3 separate regions of the Gossypium hirsutum genome follow, and all the other regions are linked to region 3. Evidence: chromatin contacts called from public Hi-C data. All regions are on one chromosome and are shown on one strand. The core of a region is the stretch at or near the end of the contact, and the rest is flanking DNA. Distances in the headings are between cores, read along the strand shown.

Region 1 (3,467 bases), core at 533-3,032, 520 kb before region 3:
GTCCAAATAAAATAAATTATTAAAAATAAAATTTTATAAAAATAGGGTCAACTGCCAATTTAACCTTTTTTTTAGCTTAGTTCAATAAGTTCATTTTAGTTTGCGATTTAACTAGTTTTTTACCTCTCACTGGATCAATACCCAGCCGGTTCATAGTCTAATAGGTCCAGTTTAGATAACATTAAATTTTGTAATTCTTTATATTCTTAAAATATTTTAATTTGTTTTTTTCACTTTGAATTGTAAACCATTTTTATTTTTCATTTTTATATATTTTTAAAAATATAATTTTTAAAATTTTATGTTGTTTAAAATATGAATTTTTTTATTTTTAAAAAAATACTTTTAAAGGGTATGAACCAAACTGATAAAAATTATCAATGTTGGGGGCTAAAAATGTTTAAAAATTTTAATAAGCGGTTAACCTATGAACCAATACATATGGGTTTAATCATGATAAAAATTCAATTGAACTAACAATCAAACCGATTTTTATAATTTTTTTAATATTATAATATTTTAGATTCTTTAATAATATTTGCTAAATAATCTGTCGTTTTGGAAACCCATTAGTTAGATCAATTCGAAATCAGTTCAATTGCAGTTTCAACCAATTTTTTAGCACAATTCAACCAATTTGTACCATTCGTAGGTCAACCATTAGTTCAATCCGATTTAGATAACATTGAATTTTAGAATTTTTTATATCTTAAAATCAATTTTATTTTTATTTTTTTGAATTTTAAAGCTTTTTTTATTTTTTCATAATTGTTTATTATTTTAAAAATTATAATTTTTTATTTAAAAAACTACAAGTTTCTAAAATTTTATATTTTTATTTAAAATATGAAAAAATTAATTTTTAAAATTTTCATGTACTTAATGACCAAATTGATAGAAGACTATAAATATTGATAGCTAAAAAACCTATTTTATCTTTGATATAGAGATTTAGGGCCTTTTTAGTAGTGCTTAAAAAAACACTTCTAGCTCAAAAAACACTTTTAGAAAAAAAAACTGTACTAAATAACTTGCTTTTGGCTGAAATTTTTAGTTTTCAAACATGCTTTTGAAAAACACATCTGAAAAGGATAAACTAAAATTTTTAGCTTTTTTCCTTCCAAAAGTATTTTTGGTGTTTAATTACTTTTCTACTTCTGTAATAACATAGTACTTTCTTTTTTTTGTGTTTAATTACAAATGTGCTAAAATAATTAATTTAAAATAAAAAAATATTTTTTAAAATACTAATTACAAATATTTCATGGTTATATTTAAATATTTAAAATATAGTTTATATATTCTAATTAAATTTTATAAATAATTAATATTTATTACTTAAAAATATTTAAAATTTATATTTCATATGTTAAAATATTAACAAGTTATAATAATTTTTTATATTCATACTAAAATATAATAACAATAACTAATTTAAATATTATTTAATTACATATTTATTACTTGATAATAAAATATTTAAAATAAATATTTTATTTCTTAAAAATACTTTTTAATAACGATGTTAAAATTTTAAATTTTAAATTAAACTTTTCAAGAGTACTATTTAAATTAACTTTCAAGGTATAAATATTAAAATATTAAAATAAATTTTAAAATCGAAAAGAGTAAACAGAAAAATCCTCCAATCAGATTCTGACATACTACCAAGTAACAATCCAACATGCCACGCGTTATAAAATCATTGGTGGTTACCAAGAACGAAAATCCTCTTTCTTTAAGTATTTGCCTGAAAGGACCAATAAAATGATAAAAAATTGACAGGCAGAGTAAGACAGACAGTCTATGTTCAAAAAAGAACAGAATAGAAAGACACAGTCCCTTTTCTTTTAATTTCATTTTTTTTAAGTAAATGGGAACCATTTCTTGCGTCAGTAATTTCATATTTCTGTCGAAAAACTCAATTTCTCCCTCATCTCAACCCTTTTTCAAGAAACCAATCCCAATTTTCCAAAGTTTCAACTTCTCTTCTTCTTCTCTTCAAGTCTCAGCTTCCTCCACCTCTGGTCTATTTGATATTCCCTTTTGCTTTCTTTTTACATATTGCGGTGACTTTTCTTTTATTTAATCTGGGATTTTCGTTTTTCTTTTTTTGTTTGAATGTGGCAGGGAAAGCAATGGTGGGAGAGAATGATCTGCTAATAGTGGGACCAGGTGTTCTTGGTCGCTTGGTGGCTGAAAAATGGAGGGAGGTAAAACCAAACCAACTGTTTGATTGCCTAAACATCATCATTCATTTTAGTTTCAGAGGTTGAAATTTGAAGGGTTTTCTTGAATAATGATAACAATTAGCTAATTGATAGGGTTTAGCTCTTTTTTACAATGTCTATTTCTAGCAATGGTGCCAAGTGAACTAAAACTCAATCGGTAGGGTCTAGCCATTTAGTCATATGTGTGAATTACATGATTTGTGGAAGCAGGAACATCCAGGATGTCAAATTTACGGGCAGACTGTGACGACGGACCACCACAATGAATTAATCTTGCTGGGGATTAATCCATTTTTTAAGGAGACTAAAACAGATCAGAAGTTCCCCTATGTGATTTTTTGTGCTCCTCCTTCAAAAACCCCAGATTATGCTGGTGATATTAGGTAACTTTTTAAAGATTTTCATGGTGAATTGTCACTCACTAGTCACTAGCCATGTTGGTGTTGTATGGTAGTAGTCATATAGGAGCTAGGAGGAACTTCGGCAAAACTTACTTTGATCTGGAATTTTACCTTTTTTTTGTTTGTGGCAAAATCTTGATTGGTTATTTAGTCTCTACGAACTGAGTTGGTGTTATCGATTTGGCTTTGAGTCTATCAGATTGGCTGCTTTAAGCTGGAATGGTGAAGGTTCGTTTGTATTCACATCGAGCTCTGCACCGTATGATTGCAATGACAATGGACCTTGTGATGAGGTATTTGCATCTAACATAAAACATTGTTTGCTTATAACACTTTATTATTGTTCTTCCAAATTTTCATGATATTGGGATGCATTAATATCCATTACCACCATCTGTTTTCTTGTCAGGACACACCAACTGTGCCGATTGGGAGAAGCCCTAGAACAGATACCCTTCTCAAGGCTGAAAAAGTGGTGCTGGAATTTGACGGTTGTGTCGTTAGGTTGGCTGGACTATATATATCCTTTTTCTTGGACTTAAATTACCAAAGAGAGGTGTTTATATGTTTCATAGACTTGTGGATGTCACCGATATTGCTTTCATGATAACCTTAACATTTTATACAAAATGGATAGAGGTGCACATTTCTATTGGTTGCATAAGGGGACCGTTGATGCTCGTCCTGATCACATCTTGAATCTTATACACTATGAGGTGAAAATTCATTTACATCTCTATTTGTTTTTCGTTTGTAGAGACAATTTCTCTTTCGAGATTTGCAGAATTCATTTTGGTAATTGGAATGTTGATTTCGATTTGTATACTTGGTGTCA
Region 2 (3,167 bases), core at 384-2,883, 620 kb before region 3:
GCTAATTAGCTTATGCCTCTATAAACTAAAGCTACAAAATTTGCACCTTAATGTGCTTTCCATATAGTAAAATAATAGCACATAAAGAATACATGCTTAACAAACTTTAGATTCAAAAGGTTAAACTACCTCGGTGCGACCAGGCATGATGGGCCTTCCAGCTAATAACTCAGCTAGAATGCAGCCAGCACTCCAGAGATCCACACCAACACCATAATCGGTGGCACCAAGAAGGAGCTCTGGAGGTCGATACCAAAGTGTAACCACCCTACTAGTCATTGGCTGCTTGTGATTAGGATCGAAAAATGAAGCTAAACCAAAATCCGCTATCTTAAGAACACCACCATTGTCAATAAGAAGATTCGACCCCTTAATATCACGATGCAATACATGTCGGTTGTGACAATGTTCGAGCCCCGATAACAACTGATGCATATAACATTTTACCTGTCCATATCAGCAGAAATCAAATCCATAACTTAATTCAAAACCAGCATAAGCAATAAAAACGAAAAAGTATTTATTTTACCTGAGACTCGGTGAACTTTATAGCCGGACTAGCAGCGAGTCCGGCCAAATCGTGCTCCATATACTCAAATACAAGATACAAACTACATGACATTCTCGAAGTCACCAATCCTTCTAATTTTACCACATTAGGATGATCCAATCGACGTAAAATCTTAATCTCCCTAGCCATGAACTTAACACTTTCCGGCTCCAAATTATCGAAACGAACTTTCTTTAATGCAACAACCTTCCCAGTCAAAGTATCCCTAGCTTTGTACACATTACTGTATGTTCCTTGACCAATCTAAACAATCAAATTCACAAAGCTACGTAAGTAATTACATAGGAGCAAAATACTACTAATAAATACATAAATGAGGCTATGAGAAGAAGTTAAGGCACCTTATCAATCTTCTCAAAAGAATCAGCACGGCGAGGAGTCCAGCCGCTGATGGCTTCACCGGCGACGTTCGACAGCCAAGATGGCCAGCCGGCGGCGACTTGTTCGCCGTGGACGTGCCTGGGTGGGTTACTCAGCCGTGGATTTGGCCGTGAAGACTTCCTTTTCGCTCTTGCTTTAGCTGCAAAGGCGGCGGCAGCAGCAGCTGCTTCTTCTTCCTCCGCCTTCTCCTCCTCCACCCTCTGGCTGTTACTTCCATCTCTAACAACCTCTTCACCCTTCTCCGACCTTTTGGAAACCCTACCAATTTCCTCTCTCTTCCTTTCTTCCCTCCCTACCGGTCTCCCTGAAACCTCTCTCCCAAACACACACCCCATAGTTCACTCATATCTCCTCTTCCTTCCCCTCACATTCCCACATTTTCTCACACTTTGTCTCCATCCGAACACAAAACCCTAAAAAAAGTTTTCTGAGAGATTAATTCAGAGAATGTAGTAATGAAATGTGTGTGACCCAACTTTCTTTATGACCCCCCCCCCCCAAAAAAAAAGCAAAGCTTGCAATGATTTTTTTTAAAAAAAATTAAGACTTAAGTCCCACAAATTGTGGCACAGTCAACAAATTTCAGCTATAAAAAGCTGATAACAGTAAAATTCAACTACCCTTTTTTTTTCCTCTTTTTAGATTTGAAGAATTTCAAGAAATTTAAGATTTTTTTTAAATAAAGATTTTTTGGATCTGTTTCTACTTTCTGCTTTCCAGTGTTTATTTTTTTAATTAATTGTTTATTTATTTTGCACTGGTATTGTTTCTTAGACTCTCTTTCAGAAAGATTAAAATTTTGTTTTTTGGGGGATTTAATTAACTGCGGGAGATTCGGTGTTATGAGGAAGTGTAACCAATTATAATTTGCCACGTTGAGAGGGAATGATTGTGATTTTATCATGCGGGGTCTGGTTGTGACGTGTAAGAACATGATTGGATAAGGTGGTGGTAGAGATGTAGTGGGTTCCACAAGACAGTGGTGTCTCTTTGATTTTGTTCCTCTTTCAGGTGGAGTACTTGGCCCCGTGCTTAACAGGGGAGCAACCGTGAGCCACTCAAAATCTGCCACTTGGATTATAAAGAAAAATTTTGAATAGAAAAGAGTATATTCCCTTTTTTTAATTTAGTTTTTTCATTAAATGTGATCATGTAAATATGGCTTAAATACAAATTTAACTCTCTGCTTTTTTGACAAAAGTAGTACTAAATTATTAATCTCGCCTCTTTTTACCTCAAAACACTATATCTATTAATAAGAATGCAACATTTGACATATTCTTATTAGACGTCATACACGTTTTAAGGACAATGAAACGAAATTAATAGTCTATATATCACTTTTGATAAATAAAAAAAACTTTTGATACTTAATTGAGAAAATTAATATAATTTTGAGGTCAATTTCATAGTTAAACCTATAAATATTACATTAATGCAAAATTATAATTCTGTAGAATAATGAATATGTGCTTAAATTGGATTAATGGACCCACCTAATGAATTTAACAAACTTAAAAGGAAAATAATTTTGTTCAATTCTTAAAGAAAATTTTTAAATGATAATAAAGAGTGTGAGTTATTATCATATCTATTTATGGATGAAGTTAAATTCAATTGCTTTCTATAATTTTATATAAAAGTTTACTTTTTTTTAATAAAAATAAAAGATTAAAATTGAAATTTATTTAAAATTAAATTAAATTAATTTTATTAATTACCTAATATTTTGGATCTGACCTAATTGAACTTATACTTAAAAACCTTAAATAAAACTCAATCTAAATTTAGTTGAATCTACCTTACCAAGCAAGTATATGATACTTCAACAAATATATCTATAACATTATTCTTAAATCATAGTATACTTTTTTTTATATATCATATTAGACATTAATGTATGCAAATGAGAAAAATAATGTCCATCACATTATCCAAATTTATTTATTCATTTTTTAAGACAATGATTTTCTAGTATTTTTTTTGTTAAAATCTTAATATTATTAGAGCTATATTGAACCGACTGAATCAAAAATTGATGGTCTAACTAATTGAACTGATGATATGTAATTGAAAATAATCATACATTTTTTGAACCGATAAAAGATAAAAAATTGAGCATTTAAAAAATTAAAGTTTTTAATTATATTTCCGTTGACTTTTTTTATCTTTGTTTTGTTTGTGAATATATATTTTTTAATTCTTCTTATTTCTA
Region 3 (3,630 bases), core at 221-2,720:
CAAGACTCATTTCTACTCCTACTATCCGGATTCCCATAGAAACCTGTTAACCGCCAAACTTCACCACATTCATTATCATTGACCTCAACATCAATATGAAAAGAGGAAAAGCTCTTAAGCCTGACCAACGAATTACCTTTCCACCTCAAAGACAACCATCCTTTTGTTCCTATTACCCCAATCTCAATTCCATTCTCAAAACCACACTGCAACCTTACCATCTCCATTTTTTCTCACTTAATTTTGTTTCCATAAGAAACAAAATTCGGGGACTAATGGCTCTCAAATTGCTTTTAAGCTTTTTAACAGTTCGTGATCTCCCCAAACCACGAACATTTCAACTTAAAATTTTCATACTGCTCGGCTGCTCTGCTCACCAGAGCTAGCCGTTAATTCAAAGGGACCTCCTACATTATTACCACCTTTCACAGTTCTCTACCGTTTTTTTCCTTCCATCGCAGCTATTCGATCATTTTCCGCCACCAAGACTAGGTCCATAGGACCATTGACCAACCTACCCATATTTGAAATATCCTTGCCCTTATTTCGCCAATTACTCTGCTCATTAACGGGAAACTGTTGATTTAATCCCATTGGAATTAAATTGGGATTTGATACTTGATTCTTAAAATCTCCCCCAAAATTCCGCTTAGAATCTCTCGCAACATTAAAATTATTGCCTTGACTGAAACTTTCCATATTATCATCAAGACACTGTGACCCATCAGCTTCACGCAACCACCTGCTTACCACCGTACTCCGACGTCTCGGTACAGCACGCAGTGACAAATCCCAGTCAAAAATAATTTTTGATTGCTCGATTTTAAGACGAAAGGGACAAAAACTCTTACCATGCCCTAATTTTCCACAAATGAAGCAGAACAGACTTAACTTCTCGTACTTAAATTGAGCATAAGCAGTCATAATTTTCCCAAACTGAATCTTCTTCTTACGTTTCAATGGTGCAGTGACATCCAAACGAACACGAATTCGGATGTATTTTTGAAACCCCAAGGATGTATCATGATCAATGAATTTTCCCAAAAAATCCCCAAACTGTTTGGCCATAGTCTCAGTCATCAGACCTGAAGGTAATTCATGAACTTGAACCCAAAATTCAGTAAAAGTTAATGCCAGTGTTGTCGGATCTTCACCATTTTGAACTTTTTACAAAATAAGCAAATGTTTATTAAAAAACCATGGCGTACCAGAAACTACCCTTTGAACATCAACATCATTAAAAAATTGGAACATATAACGTTTGTCTCCTAAGTCCGTGATACAAATCCCTCCAATTGGATGCCAAAGATTCGCCATAGTATTTCGTAAAGAAGGAAAATGAACAATACTGTCTGTTAGACAGCGCCCCACCAAGCAAAACTGATAATTACGATCCACCACCGCTAGATCTTCTTGAAACGCCTCCTCCTCTTCATCCAACAAAGTCAAGTTGGCTAACTCCTCCTCCATGACAAAACTTCAAGTCAACCTCGTAACCAATGGAAGAAAAGAAGACAAAACTGGGGTATAGAATAAAGGACAAATCAGAAACAGTGAAAAACAAAAAAGAAAGCAAAAGAAAAAAACTCGTGTCAAAAAGCAGACAAAGAGATTCGTGCCAAAAGGCAAACCAACTCTAATTGCTTGTTTCCTCCCCTTTAAATAAACTGAGTTTAATAACAAAATAATAGACATGAAGTTATTTGAACATACTAAAGGGACATAATCCAGAAAGCAAAAATCTGCGGGGGACTGGAACTAAAATTGTTGTTAGTGTTGTATTGATGTCATTTTCTAGTTCTTTTTTTTCCATTTTCAGGGATGAAAACTTGTAGTAATGTCAATTGAAATGACACGTGTTTGTATATGTGGGTGAAAGAAAAAGGGATTGTATGCCACATGGGGGTAAATAAATGACACGGATCCAACACTATTTTAAAACAGCTCAACTAAAGGGAGCCCAAAAGAAGTATCAATCCACGTGTCAATTTATAAATCTCCATTCTTTTTTTTTTTTTTATAAACATTTGAATTCTTGAACACAATTAAAAAAATTTAAATGTCCAATTATTTTTCCGTTTAATTATACATAAAATAGCAAAATAAAGAGAAGGACAACAATAAAAGTGTTATGGATATGTTATTAAGTGGATGTCTATTAAGATCAAGATAAATTATACTTTTTATGTCTATAAATAGAGATTTTAGAGAAACTTTTGTAAATAATTCTGATTGATCAATAAAATACGTTTTGCTCTTTATTCTTGATTCTTTATTCTCTATCTTTTATTTTATAACAAAAAGAAAATTTTATTGAATAAATAGAATCGACAATATTAATTATGAGAATAGAAAATTTAAAATGGCGTAATTAAAATTTCCTTTTCTTGAAAAACTTAGTTATATATATTAAATTTGTACATAAATTATAAAATATAATTAACTAAATATATTGAAAATTTTAAAAATTAAATTAAACATGCATCAAATACATATTTTATATTCAAAATAAACCAAATTAGCAAATTCAGATGTTTGATATTATCAACAACAAAATCCAATATTTGAATCTAAAAATCATCAAAATGTGCAGCTGTTGAAAATTAAAGGCCAGGTAAGATAATATCCCATTTTTCTTCTTAAAATAAGTAAAAAAACAAAATGGAGAAGGGATATGATCTGAAAACAGGCAACGACATACATGTATAAAAGAAGTAAGAATGTCGTCTTGTGAAACAAACAATGCATTTATTCTGCAAGCCAATGAGGCTGCTGTCATCTGCCTTCCTGAGAAATAAAGGTTACATTTGAATATATATTTGGCATAATCATATTTTTTCGGATTATTTTAATTTTCTATTTTTAAAATTTAGTTAATTTATTTTTAAACAAGAAAATTAGATTAAATTCTTAAAAATTTAATCACGTTGATATGGTAATTTGAGCGATAATTCATACTTATTTCATTGCTGACATGGTTCTCTTGTTAAATTATTTAAGGATTGAGAAAATTTGACGAAACTCAAGTTTATATGTAGTAAATTATACGCCTCACCTAAATATAATTTTACATCAAACGAACCTACGCAATCCTTAGGCTCAGTTTGACAATGCTTTTGAGAAGTGCTGTGGAAAAGTGCTTTTGAGAAGTGTTTTTAAGAAGTACTTTTGAAAATTTTAAGTATTTGGTATTGCTGTCAAAAAGTGTTTTTGAGAAGTAAAATGTCTATTTTAAACATGATATTATAAAGTAACAAATATGTATTTAAATAATTTTTAAATAGTTAATATTATGATATTTTAGCAATAATATAAAAAATAATTTATTATCACTCATTGTTAATATTTTAATATATAATAATAATTTTAAATATTTCTAAGTAATTAATATTAATTATTTATTAAATTTAATTAGAATATATAAACTATATTTAAATATTTAAATATAATAATTCAATATTTATAATTAGATATTGACACAATTGTATTATTTTTAAAAATTATTTTTTATTTTTAATTAATGCTTTTAACACATTTGTAAAACTCATATTAAATAACATAGAAAATATAAACCTAACAAATTAAAATATTACATATATTTGGATTAAAGTTTCAAAAAGGGATAATATT

The links. Hi-C and Micro-C count contacts between places; a contact is called where the count stands out from the background.
Region 1: a Hi-C map of leaf shows a contact between it and region 3, with 3 times the contacts expected there. The contact joins the promoter of LOC107897548 here to the promoter of LOC121207959 in region 3. A contact is called at or near these places in 2 of 34 Hi-C or Micro-C datasets (both in leaf).
Region 2: a contact with region 3 is called in a Hi-C map of leaf, with 1.9 times the contacts expected there. The contact joins the promoter of LOC107897547 here to the promoter of LOC121207959 in region 3. A contact is called at or near these places in 2 of 34 Hi-C or Micro-C datasets (both in leaf).

Annotation. Positions count from the first base shown.
Region 1 is chrA10:22,106,592-22,110,058 of Gossypium_hirsutum_v2.1, reverse strand. LOC107897548 reads left to right here and starts at 1,782. Exons shown (of 9, transcript XM_016823035.2): 1 at 1,782-2,027; 2 at 2,131-2,213; 3 at 2,442-2,614; 4 at 2,832-2,925; 5 at 3,042-3,152; 6 at 3,259-3,348. The coding sequence starts at 1,874.
Region 2 is chrA10:22,212,236-22,215,402 of Gossypium_hirsutum_v2.1, reverse strand. LOC107897547 (probable serine/threonine-protein kinase At1g54610) reads right to left here and starts at 1,633. Exons shown (of 7, transcript XM_016823034.2): 1 at 913-1,633; 2 at 530-814; 3 at 130-447. The coding sequence starts at 1,287.
Region 3 is chrA10:21,589,523-21,593,152 of Gossypium_hirsutum_v2.1, reverse strand. LOC121207959 reads right to left here and starts at 1,470. Exons shown (of 2, transcript XM_041078505.1): 1 at 1,209-1,470; 2 at 436-1,163. The coding sequence starts at 1,470. The coding sequence ends at 436.